Regions from separate parts of the Mus musculus genome. Here all the other regions are linked to region 1. Evidence: chromatin contacts called from public promoter capture Hi-C data. All regions are on one chromosome and are shown on one strand. The core of a region is the stretch at or near the end of the contact, and the rest is flanking DNA. Distances in the headings are between cores, read along the strand shown. Region 1 holds the start of Cd53 (CD53 antigen). Region 2 holds the start of Slc16a1 (solute carrier family 16 (monocarboxylic acid transporters), member 1). Region 3 holds the start of Magi3 (membrane associated guanylate kinase, WW and PDZ domain containing 3).

The links. Promoter capture Hi-C pulls out the DNA fragments that hold promoters and counts their contacts. Capture Hi-C pulls out chosen DNA fragments and counts their contacts.
Region 2: a contact with region 1 is called in a promoter capture Hi-C map of liver, with 4 times the contacts expected there. The contact joins the promoter of Slc16a1 here to the promoter of Cd53 in region 1. A contact is called at or near these places in 1 of 39 promoter capture datasets (pre-B cells), 1 of 484 Hi-C or Micro-C datasets (B cells) and 1 of 9 other capture datasets (liver).
Region 3: a contact with region 1 is called in a promoter capture Hi-C map of pre-B cells, with 3 times the contacts expected there. The contact joins the promoter of Magi3 here to the promoter of Cd53 in region 1. A contact is called at or near these places in 2 of 39 promoter capture datasets (the C10 cell line and pre-B cells).

Annotation. Positions count from the first base shown.
Region 1 is chr3:106,788,457-106,792,725 of GRCm38.p6, reverse strand. It overlaps Cd53 (CD53 antigen), which reads left to right and starts at 2,577. Exons shown (of 8, transcript NM_007651.3): 1 at 2,577-2,759.
Region 2 is chr3:104,635,724-104,639,950 of GRCm38.p6, reverse strand. It overlaps Slc16a1 (solute carrier family 16 (monocarboxylic acid transporters), member 1), which reads right to left and starts at 1,287. Exons shown (of 5, transcript NM_009196.4): 1 at 1,123-1,287.
Region 3 is chr3:104,217,955-104,222,721 of GRCm38.p6, reverse strand. It overlaps Magi3 (membrane associated guanylate kinase, WW and PDZ domain containing 3), which reads left to right and starts at 2,316. Exons shown (of 21, transcript NM_001159354.1): 1 at 2,316-3,077. The coding sequence starts at 2,756.

The DNA.
Region 1 (4,269 bases), core at 1,328-3,827:
TTTGTTTGTTTGTTTTTTGTTTTTTGAGACAGGGTTTCTCTGTATAACCCTGGCTGTTTTGGAACTCACTTAGTAGACCAGGCTGGCCTTGAACTCAGAAATCCACCTGTCGCTGCCTCCCTGAGGCTGAGATTAAAGGCGTGCACCACCACCTCCCGGCTCTAGGTTTTAAATTAAGGTCTTTGGTGCACTTTGAATTTATTTTTGTAAAGGGTAAAAGAAAATACAGATTTAATTTAATTCTTCTGTTAGTAGCTATCTAATTTTGCCAGTTTTAATTCAATACATTTTAGTTTTTCTTTTCTTTATTTATTTATGTTAAATTTTATTAGATATTTTCTTCATTTACATTTCAAAAGCTATCCCAAAAGTCCCCTATACCCTCACCCCGCCCTGCTCCCCTACCCACTCACTCCCACTTCTTGGCCCTGGCATTTCCCTGTACTGGGGCATATAAAGTTTGCTAGATCAAGGGGCCTCTCTTCCCAATGATGGCCAACTAGGCCATCTTCTGCTACATATGCAGCTAGAGACAGGAGCCCTGGGGGTACTGGTTAGTTCATATTGTTGTTCCACCTATAGGGTTCCAGACTCCTTCAGCTTTTGGGTACTTTTTCTAGCTCCTACGTTGGGGGCCCTGTGTTCCATCCTATAGATGACTGTGAGCATCCATTTCTGTATTTGCCAGGCACTGGCAAAGCCTCACAGGAGACAGCTATATCAGGGTCCTTTCAGCAAAATTTTGCAGAAGTGTCTGCGTTTGGTGGCTGATTCTGGGATGGGCCCCAAGTGGGGCAGTCTCTGGATGATCCATCCTTTCGTCTTAGCTCCAAACTTTGTCTCTGCAACTCTTTCCATGGATATTTTATTCCTTATTCTAGGGAGGAATGAATTATCCATGCGTTGGTCTTCCTTCTTGATTTTCTTGTGTTTTGGAAGTTGTGAAATTTATAGAGGAGAAAGTGCAGAAAACCCTCGAAGATATGGGCACGGGGGAAAAATTCCTAAACAGAACAGCAATGGCTTGTGCTGTAAGATCAAGAATCGACAAATGGGACCTCATAAAATTGCAAAGCTTCTATAGGGCAAAAGATATTGTCAATAAGACAAAAAGGCCACCAACAGATTGGGAAAGAATTTTTACCAATCCTAAATCTGATATGGGACTAATATCCATTATATACAAAGAGCTCACTAAGCTGAACTCTAGAAATTCAAATAACCCCATTAAAAATGGGTTACAGAACTAAACAAAGAATTTTTGACTGAGGAATATGGAAGGGCTGAGAAGCACTTGAAAAAATATTCAACATTCTTAATCATCAGAGAAATGCAAATCAAAAGAACCCTGAGATTCCATCTCACACCAGTCAGAATGGCTAGGATCAAAAATTCATGTGACAGCAGATGCTGGGGAGGATGTGGAGAAAGATGAACACTCCTCCATTGCTGGTGGGATTGCAAACTGGTACAACCACTCTGGAAATCAGTTTGGCGGTTCTTCAGAAAACTGGACATAGTACTACCAGTAGATCTAGCAATACCTCTCCTGGGCATATACCCAGAAGATGTTCTAACTGGTAAAAAGGACACATGGTCCACTATGTTCATAGCAGACCTATTTATAATAGCCAGAAGCTGAAAAGAACCCAGATGTCCCTAAACAGAGGAATGGATACAGAAAATATGGTACATTTACACAATGGAGCACTACTCAGCTTTTAAAAACAATGAATTTATGAAATTCTTGGGCAAATGGATGGATCTGGAGTATCACCCTGAGTGAGATAACCCAATCACAAAAGAAATCCTTTGATATGCACTCACTGATAAGTGGATATTAGCCCAGAAACCTAGAATACCCAAGATAGTTTTTTTTTAAACAAGATTTGTTTACTTATTATGTATATGTATATGTATATGTATATGTGTATGTGTATGTGTATGTGTATGTGTATGTGTATGTGTGTGTATATGTATAATGTATATGTATATGTATATGTATATGTATATACTGTAGCTGTCTTCAGGCACACCAGAAGAGGGCATTAGATCCCATTTATAGATGGTTGTGAGCCACCATGTGGCTGCTGGGAATTAAACTCAGGACTTCTGGAAGAGCAGTCAGTGCTCTTAACTGCTGAGCGATCTCTCCAGCTGCATTTTTGTTTTTCTAGTTCATGTTTTGATACACCTTTGTCCAAAAGTAGATATTCAATCCTACACAAGTTTATCTCTGTGTCCTCTACTATGCTATATTGATCTACAAGTATGGTTTCATTCCAGTACCATGCTGGCTTGGTCAGTATGGTTTAGTAGTATAGTTTGTGGTCAAACGGTGGGGACACATACACAGAAACAGACCCACGGGTATTTTGTAGTTGCTGCTTCAATTGAGAAGCACTGTTCTATGGCCAGGAAATATCACTCAAATTACTGTAAAGTTCACCAGAACTCAGATTGGTGTGTCAGACCTTCTTTAGCTTCCAGAAACCAGCTTAGAATAGGCTGGGAGTGGAAGCCTCTGCAAGTTCACTGAGGAACAGTTGACTATCTGAGCCTAAGAGAGAACACTCAGTCTCACTTCCTCACTCTTCTCGCTTGGGTTTCCTGTCGTCACAGCATGATTGTATTTTTTCTCTCTTCACTTCTCCTTTTACACAAATAGACATAGACTTCTGGGTTACAGGCTGTGCTGGCCACCTAAAAGATAATCAGTGAATTCTACCTGAAGTACTGAGGGACACTGCCTTCAAAAGGTAAGATTTATGACTTTTAACAGCTCTAAATCAGCTAATAAGGCACATAGCATTTTGAGAGTCTCCACACATCCCTTTAGTAACTTTAAAATGTGATGTGTTTACAAATATTTAGATCAGCACTTCCCTTAGGCAACTGGGCTAGAAATACTTTGATTTAATTGGTGTTTTATTTTCTGATATCTCTTTGGGCCTAAGTATTCATAAGCTTACATTATTATGCCACTTGAATTGCTTACTGTATATGGTGGTTTCTAATGCTTGAAGTTTTTGAGGTGAGATGAGATGAAATTGGGGAGATCTTCTATGTTGTTTTTTCTTCAAAAACTTGAAGTTTCATTTTAGAGCAGGGAGGAAAATCATAACCAGAGTGATTTAGAACAGTAGCCAGAAGACATGTTGTCTTTGTTTGAAAACATTTTAAAGGAAAGTTAGTGCTGAGAATGTCATGTTTTGATATAAGATAGATACAAAAAACCTGCAACATAGGTGTTCTGCAATGTACTTCATGTATTTTATTCCTATGGCTTAGTTTGGGGGAAGGTAAACATTGTGATCTGAAGGGCTTCTTTCTTCACTTTAAATGGTCTGTGATACACAAAGCTTGAACATTGACAAATTTCACATAAAATGTGCAGCAGAGAGGAAACCCACATAACTTGATACAGTAATAGTTTCCAACTTGCAAGCCATTCTAGGGTGTAAGTATTCAGCAAAATGATAGTCAAGCTTTGGTCAATACAAAATGTCTGTATCAGGTCTTTCTTGGTCCAAGAGCTGTGAAGAGCTCATTTGATTATAATCTAAAAGGGAGAAAGTAAAGTATCCATGTCCACATTTTCTCACCTAAAATTCAAGGGAGATGATTGGGAGTTAGTTGCAGCTTGTCAGAGCCACCCTCAGAGGCTACTAAACCTTATGTTTATAAATAGTGACCTAAGTGAACTAAGTTAAAAACCATGGGTTAGGCACCCTTTGATGTCTGACAGTATACTGTTGATACAGAGGAGAAATGAAGAAGAATGGAGAATTTGCCCAGTAATAGTTTTTTCCATGAGGAGCTTTTCTTGGTAATCATATCTATTAGAAGATTGAGCCAGAGAAGAATTTTATCTGCTGTGTGAGCAATGTTTTGCTTTCTCAATCTCGATCCAAATCTTCACTGCTTTGAAACTGGTTGATTAAGAGCAGATGCCAAACTGAAATGTGGTTTCCTGTGTGGGCCAGTTAAGGTTATTTTGCTTTTAGATATGATGTTTGCTTATCTTTATGCTCACAGGAAGTGATTCACAGCCTAGGCCAACACAACTACCTCACTACCACTCAAAGGATTTCAAGTTTTTTGTTAGCAAGAGGCAAATATATAAAGGAAAACCTCTGTTGTTTTGATATCTTCTATGTCCTCTGACTGCCTAGAAGCCTCAGACTAGTGCTTAGCTTCCTCATTCCCCACTACCCTGCAATGTCCCAACAGCCAGGCACTGTGCTCAGGTTCTAGAAACACAAAGTT
Region 2 (4,227 bases), core at 38-2,537, 2.2 Mb after region 1:
ACCCTGCTTGATTTAATTCCCATCCACCCTTTCCCAAACTCTCGTACAATTACTAATCTCACACATCAGCATATACTCATTTAAAACCAAAGTAATTTTTTTTCAATGCCGACGATCAAACTTTGGAGCCTCAGGCATGGTAGGCCAGGCAGGTAGGTACTCATGCCACTGAGCAACACACCCCGAGCCTAAGCGGAATGACGCCTTAAGATTTCAAAATTAGTTATGGGTAAAAAAAAACAAAAGTAGTTTGTCACTGTGTAACTACTAGCAGTAGCCCGCCAGTTTATAATGAGCCACTGGAAAACGGGAAAAGACTGAAGTAGTAACACGTGCGTTTCCTGGTTGAGTGATCAGACGCTAGTTTTCGTAACTGCTGGTTGCACCAAAAACGCCATCATAAAGAAAAGCTAAAATGTACTCGGCAAAGGGATGTACTTGGCCCAGAAAGTGTGCTCTGACCAAATATAAGGACGTTTAAATCTGCTCCACAGGGATGCCTTGGGACCCCGTGCCCGCGGCAGACGCGCCGAAGCCACAGGTTGGACCATAAAGAGCCCCTTCCTCAAAGTTCACTCGAACCCCGTAGTCTTGTACCGGCGGTCCGCAATGCAGCTCCTCACATTCCTCACACCACTCTAGCAAGTCACCTGGTGGGACACCGATTGGCAGACCGGGGAGGCTGGGCGGGTATGCCACGAGTCCTAAGTAACTCCCGCCCCAGCAGAAGGCGGCAGGAGTGCACCACGTGAAGCGGCCTCAGGTCGTCCCTCTTCCCGACCTAAGCATCTCTCCAGGCGCCTAGAGTAGGCAGCGCTGGAAGCGTCTCCCCCAAGGTCACCGGGCACCATGACCCGACTCCCGCAGCCCGGCGGCCGCCACCTGACCACGGGCCCGCAGCTCGGCCGGGAGAGACGCTGTGCCCAGCGCCTCAAGGTCCCCTTCACCCACGCCACGTTCCGGGCCACGCGGCTCCGCGCGCCCAGGATGCCGCGTCGCTCGCCCCGACCCTTGCCCCAGGGAGGAAAGTCCCCGCGTGCCCGCGGGGCTCCGCGACCCCACCGGGGCACCAAGGGCACCGCGGATTCCGTGCCGCGCGCTGCCCGCTCAGCCCGGACTAACCGTTATGTGTGTCTCGCGGCGCCCGGAGTATGCGTGACGCGGCGGCGCGGGCCGCAGTTCCTCGGAGCCGGGGGGGTCCCGCTCGTGTCCCCTGCCCGCCGCCGGGCTCCTTGGCTGCTGCACCTACACGACCGACCAGTCACGTCGCAGCTCGCCACTTTGTCTGGCGGGGCAGGCGCGGCTGCCTTATAACCCGCGGGGGCCGGAGCATGCGCACAGGGGGTGGAGTCGGCCTTCCCGGCCGCCGCCCCCTCCCTGCCATACATACTCCCAGCTCGGCATCTCGCGCCTCCACACGCTGCGGGCTGCGCGTGCCCGCTCGCTCGCTCGGGCGCGCGCGCCGGCGCCCCCCTTCCCGCCACGTGACCCGGCGCCGCGGCCCGGAGACCCCGCACATCCTTATCAGCGCTCTGAGGGGGTAGCTTCTTTTGGCGCGTGCCGGGGACGCCATCGTGGGCCTCACCCCTCAGGCTCTGGAGGAGAAAAGGGGAAAAAAAAACTGCCCTGAGGGCGGACCCTGAGGTGCAGAGGGCGAAGGCGATGGACCGTCGGAGTCCGGGGACTGAACAGCATTTTGAATGGACGGACACTGGTAGACTCCGATGTGGGCCTGGAACCCGGGCTCGGGGACCCTGGGAAGTTGCTGGAACCCTCCGGGCCTGTTTCCTTGCGCTACATCAGCCACTATGGAGGCGTTAGGAAGTTTAATGTGCGATTTTACGCAAGTATCTCGTCACAGAGCCTGACCTGTGGCATTTGATGAACGCTTAGTTTAAGGACAAGCCGGTCAGGAGAAACTGGCCCCGGGGCAGAGAGTGTGTACGTTGGAAACGCTGATATGAGCATGCTCTTAGGCCAGAAGTTTATGAACACTGGATTTGGGGGACGGGTCGGGATTATGGCTAGTGGGATTAGGACAGTTGCATGCTAAGTAAGCACTGTACCAGAATTATCTTGTATGATCTTCACAACCGTATTAGGTGCCAAGAAGATCTTGTAACTAAGGAACCCCGGGCTTCACGAGGTTAACTGGCAGAAGTCACCAGGCTAGGAAGTCGCCAACATTTAAAGTCAAAGCCACAGAGCCTGGTGTCACAAGAGCCATTTTCGGTTCTTCACCAAGCCCAGATTCCAAAGTGTCTTGAAGTGGTAAACTAGTGAGTACTCTTGATGGCCAGGACCCTTGATATTTTTATTATTACGAGATGGGTATTTGGTTGGTTGTTTTTGATTTCTTGTTTTTTTTTTTTTTTTTTTTTTTTTTTTTTGAGATAGCCTCGTGTGTGTGTATAGCTCCACCTGGCCTGGAACTCATCATGTAGATCAGGCTGGCTTCGAACTAAGAGAGCAAACATGAAAAAAAAAAAAAAATCAACCCGCCTCTGTCTCCCTACCGCTAAGATTATTTGTTTAATTTTGTGTTTTGAGACATGGCCTTATTATGTATTCTCTTGGCTGGCCTGAAACTTGTAACGTTGATTAGACTGGCCTCAAACTCAAGAGATCCGCCTGGTTTTGCTTCAGTGCTGCTATTAAAGGCATGTGCTCCATCACACCCAGTGAGAATATTTTTTAAAGTCAGGCCTTCTGGCTTCCAAGGCTCTTACTGCATACCAAGATCCTGCCCTCCCCGCCATTTGCTCTTCGACCTCTCCCTACCTACACTGGTTTTCCTAATCCTCCGAAATAGGCCCTCTACTTAGTTTTGTGGATGAAGAACCAGAGATTGAAAAGAGGCCCTGTGTGCCCCAGCACTCAGGAGGCAGAGGCAGGCAGATTTCTGAGTTCGAGGCCAGCCTGGTCTGCAAAGTGAGTTCCAGGACAGCCAGGGCTATACAGAGAAACCCTGTCTCGAAAAACAAAACAAAAAACCAAAGAGGCCCTGTGTGCCTTCAGCTCCCCTCTGCCTCCTTTCAGTATGAAGAGTTCATACTAGGAACTCTTAGTAGGATCCAGTTTGAAATCCACCAAGTGCTGCTTATGAGCAATATTTTGTCTTTTACATCTGATAAATACATAGAAGGGAAAAGCTCTTCAGGTCTTTAGGGTGGTTGGAACTTAAAACAGTAGTGGTTTAGGGTTGTTAGGATAAGACATTCAGTGGTACAACATTTAGCTTGCAGGAGTCTGGCCCCTGTTTAGACCTTCAGCACCACAAAAAACGGAAGTGGGGGTACTCGAAGTGTTATTGTGGTAACTGTTCAGGGAGATGGTTTGAAAAGGTGAACTAGAGAGGTGGGAAGTTTCTGGATGGTTTTGTTTGTTGACCTCAAAACCTTACCTGTCTGTGTATGTGAAATGCTCATAAACTTGTGACACTCTCTCCCTCCCCACACTAAGATGGCAGGAATGAGCCTGATTTCAGGGTAGGCAGTACAGGATGGAGTGGGAAACTGATACATTCACAATAGAAATCTGGGAGCCAGGTCTCCAGAGTTCCATCTTTGATACTTGACAACTTATATTGTGCCCTTAGGCAAGTTAAGCCTCATTCTCCACTCTGTGCAAGAAAGGTAAGATCTAGTTCCTGGCCTACCTTATAGGATTGCTATGGTAATACAGTTATACAATTAAGATTTACTTCAGGGCTGGTGAGATGGCTCAGTGGTTAAGAGCACTGACTGCTCTTCCAGAGGTACTGAGTTCAATTCCCAGAAACCACATGGTGGCTCACAACCATCTGTAATGGGATCCGATGCCCTCTTCTGGTGTGTCTGAAGACAGCTATAGTGTACTCATATATACATAAAATAAATAAAAATAAACCTTTTAAAATTTTTAAAAAATTAAAATAAAAATTTAAAAAGATTTACTTTAGACCCCATCCCCCACCCCAGCGCTTTGGTAAGTGCTCTGCTACTCAGCTGTAGCTTCAGACCATTTTGTTCTTATTTCACTTAGGTTTTATTCATGTAAGAAACACTTTTAGGCAGTGAGATCTCTGTGAGTTCAAGGCCAGCCTGGCTTACAGTGCAAGTTCCAGGATAGCCAAGGCCATACAGAGAAACCCTGTCTCCAAAAACCAAACCAAAACAAAACAAAAAACCAAAGAGGCCCTGTGTTCTGTCCGCTCCCCTCTGCCTCCTTTCAGTATGAAGAGTTCAG
Region 3 (4,767 bases), core at 1,067-3,566, 2.6 Mb after region 1:
CTGGGCAGATGTTAGATGACTTAAAAAAAAAAAAGAAAAAAGAAAAAGAAAAAAGACACACAGCAGGCAGACATTGTTGGGTGACTACTTAACAACTATTCTCTCCTCCTCCCTTAAAGAGGACCTCTGCTTTGTTTGAAGGTGACTTATGATCAAGTTAGTGGAATGCTAGTAATTGCATTTTCTTTTGCCAGTGACTGGTCTAAGGTGGTCATGGCTCCATTTTTCTAGCCTACCACAGTGGCCACAAGCTAGGTAGGATTTTTCTCTTTCATCAAATTTGGACTAACATTTTCTTACCCTTCTTTCTTGCTTCATATAATGACCTTTGAGGATGTGATGTCTGGAGCTATGACAACCTTGTAATTAATAGGTGACAGGCTTGGAGACAAAAGTTCATATGGATATGATGTGGAAGAGTAAACACAAAGAGCTCCGGACCTTGATAATAGACTGTCCAACTAGTCCTCAAACTACCACACTTAAACTTTATGTTAAAGATGTAATAAATGACAGTGTGCTCTAAGCTATTATTTGTCAGATGTTTTGTTCCTTGTTGCCAGAGCCATTCTAAACAGATACAGTTTAGGCAGAGCATTGTGTTTCAGTCTCAGCAAAAATAGAAGATGTGAAGGCAATCGAGTATTCATTCAGGAATTTATTAGTATTAACTAGTTGTCCATAAAACAAGTTAAATTTTTTTTTAAATTTCAGATGTTGGTCTATTTGAATGATCCACATGATGCCTGTGAAAAGTATTTACTCCATTGGGTTCCAGACGCTGGGCTTTCTCTACCCCCATCATAAGTGTGAAGGCCATCTGGCTTCCAATCCACTTGGCCAGAGGGAGCCTCAGCAGGATGGAGGGTGGTATTAAAGAAATGTAGTTTCTCTCTTGGGTGACTGCTCAGCAGACAATCAAGGACTGAAGGTTACAGTCTGGCAATCTCTCCATCAGGGTGTAGATAAAGGTCCTGTCTCTGCCTGGCAGGTCCCAAGCCTGCAGCTCCAGGGCTCCACTTCCCTTATTGTTTCTTGAGTCCAGCCCACATTTAGTGTTTTTATTTCCCCAGTTCAATGGTGTGAAGGAAATCACTGTAGCTGTCTGAAGCTTGATCTAGTTTGTAGAGCTCCTCGGAGTTTAAAATAAGGGCTATCATTAAAGGGAGTCAGAAGACATGCCCTGTCACAAAAGTGAGACAAGTGCCCCAGTTCAGAGAAAACACTTTCCAAGAAATACTGGACGACTATTTGGATGAGGTGAAACATTTACGAACAGAGGGCATTCCAAAGACGAGAAAGCACGCGTTCAATGAAGGAAGAAAAAAAGCTTAAGTGTTTCTGAAAAATTAGAGCTGGGAGAGATCTGAGGTCTCCCTTGTTCTGAGTCACTTCTTCCACCTTCTTACAAACAAGCAGACGCGAAGCAGAGATCTGGTCAAGGTCAAGCCACCAGTGTCAGGACTTAGCTCCGCAGGCACCAGGTTGTTTTTTAATCCATCTCCTTCCCGCTTTCCTCAAATGATCTTCTAGTCAGTCTCTCTCGCTAAGCTGCAGTCTCCTCGAGAGCAGGATCACTGTTTTCTTCATTCTTGGAGTTCAGTAGCTAGTGTAATTAATGATCTTCACTCTCAGCTTGTTTCCGACAGGCTGTCTAACTTGCCCGAGATCACACAGCATTCGAGCACTGGACTGTATTTTACCCTCAATTAACAGGATTTCGCCAATGGATCATTTAAGAACATTCATTGAACGAATTAACAAATTCAAACCCGTAGAATCCGTTTCAGCCTTAACAGGCCCATTTAGTGGCTCCACCGTTCGGAGTAGCTGGGCACTGGACTCCCAGGATCCAGGCAAAGCACTCCCAGGATCGCCTTCGGGCTCCAGCTCCGAGGCCCCGCCCCCTGCCCAGCTGGGCACGCCCCACCTTGGGGACCAGGGTCCTTTCAGTGTTTGAGTTTCCCTTGGCTCCAGCCCCTGGCTGGAGGGCCTCTCCCCTCTAGGCGACCTGTGCCCGCTCCCAGACCAACCCTCTCTTTTCCCTCCCCCTTCTCCCTCCCTCACACTCTAAACTTCTTTTTTCCTCCCTCTCTAAACTTCAGTCATTCTAGTGCCCGCCTCCTCTACTTAGACCACCCAATCAGAAATCAGCATGCCCGCCGAGGGCCGCCCCCAGCTGCCAGAACCCAATCCACGGTGCGGAGCCGAGAACTGGGCGGGTCCTCCGGAGCAGAGCTGGTGACGGCAACGCGCCGGGCGCTGCGCTGCGGGAGGGGGCGGGGCCGGGCCGGCGAGGGCGGGGGAGGGGCCGAGCGGGGAGGAGGTTGCGGCGGGTTTGAAAGCGCCAGTTTCCTGGCAGCTGGGGCAGGCGTTGGTCTCGGCGCTCCGGCTCCGCAGCAGCCGCGCTCCAGCGAGCGACTAAGCTCGGTGCGCGCGTACCGATACGAGCCTCGGTTCCAGCCGCTCCCTCAGCTCCCGCCCCTTTGCCTCAGCCTTTCCCGCCGCGCGGGCGCCGAGTCCCGGCCGTCGGCGCTGACCCCGCCCGGAGACCCCGCCGGCGCCGCCCGCGGGGCGCGCGCTCCCTCCGGCTCTCCTCAGCGGCCCGCGAGAGGGGCGGCTCGCGGCGGCGCGCGGCCGGCGGGCTGAGGCGGGGGGTCGACGGCGGCGCCCCTCTGGCCGGGCTGTGCGCGGGGCCCGGAGCGGCACCGCGGCCGCCCGCGCGGGGGCTCCCCATGGTGCAGCGGAGGTCGGGATGTCGAAGACGTTGAAGAAGAAGAAGCACTGGCTCAGCAAGGTGCAGGAGTGTGCGGTATCCTGGGCCGGGCCCCCGGGCGACTTGGGCGCCGAGATCCGCGGCGGCGCCGAGCGCGGCGAGTTCCCTTACCTGGGGCGGCTCCGCGACGAGGCTGGCGGCGGCGGAGGCACCTGCTGCGTGGTCTCGGGCAAGGCGCCCAGTCCGGGCGATGTGCTGTTGGAGGTGAACGGGACGCCGGTCAGTGGGCTCACCAACCGGGACACTCTGGCTGTCATCCGCCACTTCCGCGAGCCCATCCGTCTGAAGACGGTGAAGCCAGGTGTGTGGTCGCCTTGGGGACCCGGGTCCTGGTCCGACTCCCCGGGGAGGAGGGGGGAGGGGGCGGCGCCGGGGTTTCCCATTTTGCGGCTAGTAAAACTGAGCTCGGGTGAACCGACAGCTGTGTAGGCTGTCAGGGAATTGGCACTAGGAGCTGGCTTTCCTAATCCAGCTCGGTCTCCCACCGCATCAAGAGTTTTTATTTTTATTTTTATTTGCCTAGAGAAGAGCCATCTCTTTTCTTCTCCCCTTTGTGGAAACAGTCCTATGATGATAATCTTTTCTTTGGAACGTATTTGCGTCTTCTAACGGGGAGAAAGGGCTTTACTATGGAGACTCGGCGCCGGATCGAGGGCCGAGGTTACCACTGAAAGCTCCTGGGAGGGCTCAGCTGGCCCAGTGCGTCGTGCACGACCGCAGACGTCTGGGAGCTGACAGTCCCACTCTGTGGGTCTAGGTGGCTCAGGTGTCTGAGTCCCAGTGAGGTACAGTGTGTGGTATGAGGCAGTGGAGCTGTTGTGTCGTCTGGATTTGGAAGGAGGACCCAGGTGCCCAGCCGAGCAAATGCCTTTGTAAAGCTTTCAAATCTACAGTATTTGTTGAAGCGCAGGGTAAAAAAAAGAACCCCTTGGTGCCCTGGTGTCTTTGATGCTCGTAAAATGTGCTGCAAAGCATGTTACGCTTATGGCATACTCCCTAGCTGGAAAGCATTGATCAGACTGCGCAGTCTGGTCTGGTAGTATGTAGTAAGTTTTCTTACGAATTTGTAAGAGAAAACACTGTTGGACCTTTCGGTATTGGTAAAATATGGTTCTGGCTTCTGAGGTGGTTGTAGACATGGGCATCGTGATTAATCATTGTTACTAGAAATCAAATTGTTTCTGCTGAACGTAGATACGGTACATCTGAACATATGGGGCTGCCAAACTGACTTGGGCTAGATTTTGGTCTTCCCCGTTCACTACAAAATGCTAGAAATTTCTAGAAATTTTAACACGTTCTCTCTCCCTCTCCTCCTCTTCCCTCCCCCCACTTCTTCCTCCTCCCTCCCTCGATCTCCCTCTTCCTCATCTTCAGCTCACTTTAGGACTGCCTCTTAAGTAGTCCTTGAGCTAATTGCAACTGATGGTTTGATGCAATATCCATGTGTTGTGGGTATGTGACATAATCTTACTAGTTTACATGAAGGTACTTTTCATATAATCTATTCTATGATACTATTAAGATTTGTGTGTTTATGGGTTTTTCTTACTGTTAATCTTTAGAACTTTGTCAAACTATAAATACCCTTTCTGTGTTTTTGAGGATTGTAAGATTCTTAACTCTTAACTTTTAGAACTATATGTAAAGGGTGGAGGGAACACTTTTGGGGCTGTAATTCGGTGTGTTGGTTACTGTTTATAATATTCAAAATACTATACATTTACTAGCCCAGGTAGGACTTAGGTCATAGGTTCTCAACCTGTGGGTCTCAACCCCTTTGGGGGTTGTGTATCAATTATCTTGCATATCAGATATTTATATTATGGTTCATTGCAGTAGCAAAATTACAGTTATGAAGTAGCAATGAAATAATGTTATGTTTGGGGGTCACTACAACATGAGGAACTGTATTAAAGGGTCACAGCATTAGGGAGGTTGAGAACCTTTGACTTAGATGAAATCCCATGAGCCAGCAGATAATGAGAATA